2 separate regions of the Ovis aries genome follow, and region 2 is linked to region 1. A link is a contact called in public Hi-C data. All regions are on one chromosome and are shown on one strand. The core of a region is the stretch at or near the end of the contact, and the rest is flanking DNA. Distances in the headings are between cores, read along the strand shown.

Region 1 (3,589 bases), core at 620-3,119:
TCTCCCCTCTAGGACTGGGGGCTCCCGGGCCTAGGACTGTGTCTCCCCAACTCTTGACCACTCCTAAGGGGAAGTGGGCTCACTTCCACTCACCCTCGTCAGATCGGGGGCCAGTCCAGGGCAGGGACCTGCACTGACTCAGAAGGCCCCTCTTTCTGTAACCTGGTGTCTGTCCAGAGCTGAGAAGGAGGCCCCTTGCCTGCCCTTCTTCCCAACCCGGATGGTCCTTTAAGACCAAAAGGATGGGGGTTGTATAAGAGTCAGACACAACAGCCCCATCCTCCCCCTCCTTCACAGGCCAGGTTTCCTGCCATTGACAGCATCCCAGCTGGGCTCTGCCCGGCCTCATGCTTAACCCCTTCAGGGCCAGATCTCAGGGCTACTGGGCACCCCACCTTCATCCGTAAAACCAGGAGAATGAAAGTCCCTATTTCATTGGGTGGTTTTAAGGATTAAATGTGTTAATCATTGTGCGAAGTACTTAGAACAGTGCCTAGCATGTATCAGTCTCTTAATACACGTTAACTAGTATTCCTCATTGTGTGAACTTGATAAATCATTTCACCTGAGTCTCATTCTCTTCAGCAGTCCAATGGAGAAAATAATAAACCTACTTCTGAAACGCAGTCCTGGGGATGAATTCTGATCATGTACATTAGAGCATTTTGTAGAGCGTTGTAACAACACAGTATGGATGAACAACAACAAAAAATACTCCCTTTAGGTAATAAAATCCGTTACCAGGAGACGGGCCTTGTAGTTTTCAGACTTATTACCTTACTTGCCAGGCTGAGGGTGCAGTGGAAAGAGTGGATTTGGGGTTGGAATTAGGCACCCCCTGATCCTGTTTCCTTGCCTATCAAGTGGGGCGGTCACCCCTGCTGGGTCTGCTGTTTAGGGTCTTTGTGGAGGACAAAGGAGATCAGAGAGCAAAGGCACAAACGTGCTTAAAAAGTGCTAGAAGGGAGGGAAAGAGATTTGTGCAGGGACCCCTTGGCAGGGGCACTAGTCTTGGGGCTCTGGGTACTGCAGAGTTTTCCCAGTGGGGAGAGAGGAGGAGGTGCACTCCTGGAACCAGCATTGTGGGGACAGGACTCCCCCCCTGAGAAGTGAGGTGTCAAATAATAAACTAGGCCAGCTCTAGAAGTCCCCGATGGGGACAAAGAGGGAAAGAGGTCCTTTCCGCAGGCTTGGACCCATCCCTTCATTACCCTCTTCCCAGCCAATTCCATTTGCCATCAGAGGATCTTGGGCAGAGGCCTCTCCAGTGGGCTCCCTTGTGACCTTCCTGCCAAGATTTGTTGGGAGGGGCTCACCCTGCGTATCTGTGGCACCCCTGTCCCCACTTTTGGGCTGCAGATTCCTGGCCTCACCCCTAGGGAGAGCAAGCTTGACACCTTTCACACACGCAGGCCAGGACAGATCTAAACCTGCTCCAGAGGGAAAAAGCATGGTGTACTAGAACCCTGCCCTGCCTTCCCATCTGAACGAAGAGCATCCACCAAGGCCCAGCAGAGCGGGCTGACCCCACGTGAATAACTTGTCCCCACCCCAGGCCTCTGGAGGAAGCTGGGGAACCAGAGACCTTGTTTGGGCTGGCTGTGCCCCAAGCTTACTGTGCCTCTATGCAAACCACTTAACCTGCCAGGGCCTGTGTGACCATTGGCTAAATAAAGGAGCTGGACGTCATCCAAGGGTCCTCCCCTGCTCTGAGATGGTGACCAGGAAGGAGTTAACAGAGGCCAGGCTCCAGGTCAGGAAGGCAAGGGTTAATCTGGGGGGTGGAGGCTCTCTTGGCTTTTCCTGTGGAGAGTGAGGTTTGGCTGCCACCAAAGTTACTTCCAGTCCCCGCTGTCCCTTCTGCCTTCAGTCTGGACCTGCCTGGGGACCCTGGCATTCAGCCTCTCCATGCAGAGGTGAGTGCATCCTGAGCCGGGAGCTGGGGTGGGAGGGCACCCAGGCACCCAAGGGCACGGAGACTGGCACCAAGCCAGGGAGCACTGTTCCCCAGCTGGCATCTGTGTCCATAGCCGGAAGCTTGGGCAAAGTTTGTCAGCCCGCCGACCCCAGTGCTGGGAAAGGTGGGCAGAGGGACAGAGGGCACAAGGATGTCTGCCAGGCTTCTAGGGAGGGAACGTCTGCGGTCGGGCACCAAGGAGCTCAGAAGGCCAGGAAGAGGCAGTGGACAGCAAACTATTTTGGTCCCTGTGTTTAGGAACTTTTTATAGCCTCCTGCTCAGGGCTGGGAAGAGGAGGGGACAGGAGGGTACCTATGAGGTCAGACAAGCACAGATCCCTCCTGGGACCTTGGAATCAGACCTGTTGCCAAGTTGAGTCTTTGGGAGGCAGGAAGGAGGGCACTGCCAGGCTCTCCTTGCTGCCTGGGTTCCCAGTCACCAGCTACCTATGGGCTGACTTACTGGACACTAAGTGGGTGTATGTGTGTGCATTTATACTCATGCAGGCTGCCCTGGGGTGCGTGGGATTGGTAGAGTTTCTACTCCCCTCCCCCCATCCCTGGCAAGTTGTGTTCCTTTGTTGCCTCCAGCCCAAGGAGGTCTCCTCAGCCCCTAAAACTGCTGTGTCCCTCTCAGCTGAATGGAGGATGGGAGGAGCAGGGAAACAGAAGTCGGGTGGAGTGTGCTGGGCTGTGTGGGTGGCCCATTCTATTACTGCCAAGGGAACTGTCAGCTCTTGATTTACAATCCCTCCGGGCCCCCTTCCCCAGCAAAAAAGGAAGGTGGAGAAGAAGGGTCATGGGGGTCTCAGGGTGGGGGACCTGGAGGGCAGGTTTCTGGGAGTACAAGTTCCTGGGAAGAATTAGTGGAAGGAACTTTTTAGTGAGGTAAGGGGCCCATCTCTCACGGAAATCGCTTGGTGTTAAAGCGGCAAGAATAGAAGCAAAACCTAGAGGAAAGTTCTGATAGGCAAGTGAGAGATTCAAACTACAAAGCAAGAGACCTGTGTTCCAGTCCTGGGCCCAAACTCTCAGTGAGACCTGAACTAGCCCCTCCTCTCTGCGCCAGTTTTCTCTTCTGTGGAATGGAAGTGCAAGGGGCAAACAAAGTGATGTTTACAAGCTGGGCATTCTGGAATTCCCTTCGAAGGGGCACAGACTGAGTGGCAGATAGCTGGCTGAAGTGACGTGGTGACCATCTCCCTCTCTTTCCCTGATGGCCCTGCCGGGCCTGGGCAGGGCAGTTGGCTGCAATTACCGGAGGCTCCTACCCTGTGGTTATGTCCCTGACCTCTGTGCTTGGGGGCGGGATGGGTGGGTCTGGCTGGAACCAGCGGGTGGCTGGGAAGCCTCCTTGTCTTGGACTCAAAGTTGCTAGGTTGGGAAGAGGTATTTTTTCCGGTTGAGGCTACTTTCGGGAACCAGACCGGGGAACAGCCCCATTTCCTTTTCCAAGGGTCTGGCTTGCTGATGCCTGCTTGGCATGGCCCTGTGGCCAGAATGGGGCACGCTCAAAAGGGCCTAGGTCTCTGGATGATCAGAAAGCCCCTGTCCATCGTCTTTGAGGGATCAGGGAAGGGATACCTGAGCCTCTGCCCCCTAGGCATGGCACCTGGCTGAACTGCATGGGGG
Region 2 (3,571 bases), core at 1,024-3,523, 120 kb before region 1:
GTGGATGTCCTGATGAACTTTCTAGTAGCAGCCGTCACCAAGTTGCCGCCTATCAAGGTGCCCTATGGGCCGTGGCATCAGGAGGCCAGACCTCCTCCACTGGTGAGGCCCCAGGGGCGTGGTCGGCACTGGGAGGGCCCTGGCTAGGGAAGCCAGGCTATCTAACCCAAATCCTTTGTGCTGCACGGGACGGAGCGGGGTGGGGGTGGGGGGGGCGCGGGGGCGGGGGGCGGGATTCCAAGTAAGAGAAGCACCCCCCCAACACATTTCTCTGCCCCCTCTTAGGCGCCTGGGGGTCCGCGGTTCAGAGCGGAGCCTCAGCCGGCCGCCCAGGACTGCCTCAACCAGATGGCGGCAGGGTTCGGCCACATGCCCCTAGTGTCATCGCGCCTCCGTCTAGACCCAGTGCTTTTCAAGGACCCGGTGTCTGTGTTGCGTAAGAAGTATCGCAGCCTGGAGAAGCCCTAGGAGGAACCAACCAGCTGAGACCCTGGCCCGGCTCCCAGGGGGCGCTGCAACCTGCCCGGGGTTGGGGGCGGGGATGGAGCCGCAGTCCCCTCCTCTGGAATATCTGGAGACCCAATCCAGGCTGCCGGTGAGCCCAACACGGCCGATCCCGATTGGCCAGCAACAGCCTCGCCCCCTCCTCCAGCCCAGTGGCAGTTCCCACGTGCTCCGCGCTACATCTGCCGCCTGGCCTCTGCCTTCGCAGACCCTTTACCTGGAATGCCTTTCTCGGCTTCTCTGCCGAGCTAACATCTGCTTCTCTTTCAGGTCCTCGCCTCCTCCACGAACCTGCCTGACCCCCACCCCCGCCCCGATCCTCTGCGCTTTCACAGCCGGTGTGTCCCGTAGTCCCCTTATTCATGCTGGCTTGCACAGGTACGCTGTCAGGCCCCCAGGAGGGAAGGGCCGTGGCCTCCTCTCTCTGGCCTGGCAGGTACGCCACAAATATTTGACGATCAGATAGACATCAGCTACGGGCCTGGGCCCTGTGCCGACAGTGGGCGGGGACGTGGACAAGGTGTGCAGAGTGAACTCCACGCCTACACCCCGGGAGGCATCTTTGCCGCAGGTTCCTGGCTTGCCGGGCACAATCCTGGAGCCCCAGGGATGGAGCAAAGACGCGCCGGGGAGCAAGTTTCAGGGCTTCCTTCTCCACCGGGCGGAGCAGAGTTGGGAGGGGAGGAGGTGGGCACGCCGGTGGCCCCTCGGCTCAGGCACTGCCGTCGTCCGGCACTATCAGCCTCGTCCATTAGAGGTCAGCACCGAGCCGCGCTTCCTATTCCGGGACCGAGAGTGAAAGTCGCTCAGTCTTGTCCGACTCTTTGTGATCCCATGGGCTTTACAGTCCATGGAATTCTCCAGGCCAGAATACTGGAGTGGGTAGCCTTTCCCTTCTCCAGGGTGTCTTCCCAATTCAGGGATCGAACCCAGGTCTCCTGCACTGCAGGCAGATCCAGGACCGAGAAGGGACTTCTAAACGCCTGCTGGGTGGGATTAGCGGGGTCTTGGAGGTTGGTTGGTGGTGCCCAGTTTGACGTCTGAAAACTGGTTTGGCCCACACACTTTGGACTAAGAAGGGGGGCCGTTTCTAGGCGGGCTGAGTGGTGGCAAGGGCGGTGCCCAGGGCCCTGGTAGTGAGATTAGAGTAGGGGAGGGGACTCTGGGTCTTCCTGGGCTCACCCACCTGGAACTGGCATTATCACTTCCGAAATAAAAGTGCGTGTCCTTGCTGCCTCACGCTCAGGCTATAAATACCTCCAAGGCAGCTGCACGGGGGAGGTGGACTCAGGTCTCGCCTGGGATCTGGGGCCACTCTGAGAGAGAGGGACAGGGATGGTGGGTCCAAACCAGGTCCAGGGTATCGGGTGTTTTTCTGCTTTGATGGCCTCGCAGCTCTGGAAACTCCCGTGACTAGTGACTAGCTTGCTGGCCAGAACATGCTGTCCCCAAGGCCATTCCAAGGCCTCCCACCTCCATCCTCCAGTTTGACCTCTGGCCCCTGGATGACTCAGGTCATCCCTGGAGCAGCTTACAGTGTGGGGTGCCGAGAAGGCTCTCTCTCTGGGGAGCTACGGGCTGCTAGATTCTTGACGTGGAGGGGGCACTGGGAGTTAAAGGGGAGGGGAGACAGTCTGGCCCTGAGTCAAGGACAGTGGGTGAGGAAGTACACAGCTGCGGCCCAGGCAGTCTTCCCAGGGTGGGGAGGACTCCAAGTGCCAGGCCCAGATGGGGAAAGAGGCACCTTTTCCCTCTGCACTCCTAGCTGCTGCACCCAGAACGCTGAACTGCCTTGGCAAGGCCTCAACCTGTGGGCTGCCAGGCCAAAAGGCTCATACTGTACCAACATGTAGCCCAGAGCAAGTCCCCAGCCCCTGCTGTAGGGGGAGGCCTAGGGGAATGAGGCAGAAATCCCAGACCTGCCTCATACCGGCTGTGTGACTTTGAGCCAGTGACTCAACCTCTCTGAGCCTCAGTTTTCTCATCTGCAAAAAGGGAGGACAGCAATGGCTGTCTCTCGAGAGGGGTGTGCAGACTTGGCATATAGCACAGCGATCTGGGCTCTTGTGGCCTGTGATGGCCGCGGGGAGGAAGACTGGGGTGGAATGGAGCTCCATCAACCAGAAGTCTCTCTGTCTCACACACACATATCCAAGCCAACACAACTTCCCCCTGATTTTAAGGGGCTGAAGAACCTGCGGATAGAATGAGATCACAGGCAACCCTGGATGGGAGTGCTGAAAAGGCACAAAGAGGTAATTTCACTGATGGGAACAGAGAGGCTCAGAGGGGAAGGTGAGAGTGACCAGCCCCTCCTGCTCCCACCATAGGTCAGGACAGGGTCAAGACAAACCCAATGCTGCCCCAGGAGGCTGGGAGCGCACCTGGCTCCTCTGGCCATCCTTCCAGAATGATGAGAAAAGGAGCCACTCTTCCACAACCACCATGTGCTCAGCCCACTTTGGCTCCAAGCCTCACAACAACCCTGTGAGGTGGGTGTCCACGTTCTCAGCCCACAGATGAGACAGGCCCTGACCCGCCTGAGGGCAGAGACAGACTGTTAGATCAGGGCCGCCTGCAGCCTGGGAGCGCGCCTCCTCTGCGACACAGACTGGGGACACGTCCCTCCACTTCATTGCGGAAGCATGAGCCACCTTCTAATTCAGGAAGCCGGGGGCTCCTGTTTGGGTTGTGCCTGCTTTGTCGTCCATCCCCAAGTTCTGAGCAGGCCAGGACATGCTGGCAACAGAGCCGGCCCAACCATATCTGATGTCAGGCTCCTTGACCCCAGGACACAATCAGAGCAAGAGGGGTGGCCGGGGAGCTCTGGGGCTCCGCCCACCTCCACCTCTCATGCCAGGGCACCTTTGCATTGGCACGGCTTCTTGGGTGAGGGTGGGATAAGGAAAGAGGAACCCAGCAGGTCCTTACCTAGTCAGAAGCCCCCTCCCTCCAGGAAAAGGAAACGTGAAATGAAATCAAAGTGAAATGATTCAGGCACAGATCAGCCTCAGGTGCCCCCTGGATCCTGATTTCTGGGGCCTATGGCCTCCTTAAAGCGTATTTT

The links. A called contact is a pair of places that touch in the nucleus more often than the background predicts.
Region 2: a contact with region 1 is called in a Hi-C map of muscle, with 3 times the contacts expected there. The contact joins the enhancer-like site here to the promoter of FAM110D in region 1. A contact is called at or near these places in 2 of 16 Hi-C or Micro-C datasets (muscle and tail adipose tissue).

Annotation. Positions count from the first base shown.
Region 1 is chr2:240,673,504-240,677,092 of ARS-UI_Ramb_v3.0, reverse strand. It overlaps FAM110D (family with sequence similarity 110 member D), which reads left to right and starts at 1,869. Exons shown (of 2, transcript XM_027965489.2): 1 at 1,869-1,916. The coding sequence starts at 1,909.
Region 2 is chr2:240,790,738-240,794,308 of ARS-UI_Ramb_v3.0, reverse strand. It overlaps SLC30A2 (solute carrier family 30 member 2), which reads right to left. Exons shown (of 8, transcript XM_042244527.2): 8 at 2,937-3,571. EXTL1 (exostosin like glycosyltransferase 1) reads left to right here. Exons shown (of 10, transcript XM_042244526.1): 9 at 1-102; 10 at 286-1,743. The coding sequence ends at 468. Among named protein-coding and RNA genes, the nearest start is that of SLC30A2, 9.2 kb to the right of the region's middle. Within about 2 kb of position 2,273, at least 20 of the 54 cell types and tissues checked have an H3K27ac peak or open chromatin away from gene starts, as enhancers often do. A contact at or near this core is called in muscle and tail adipose tissue, where this site is marked.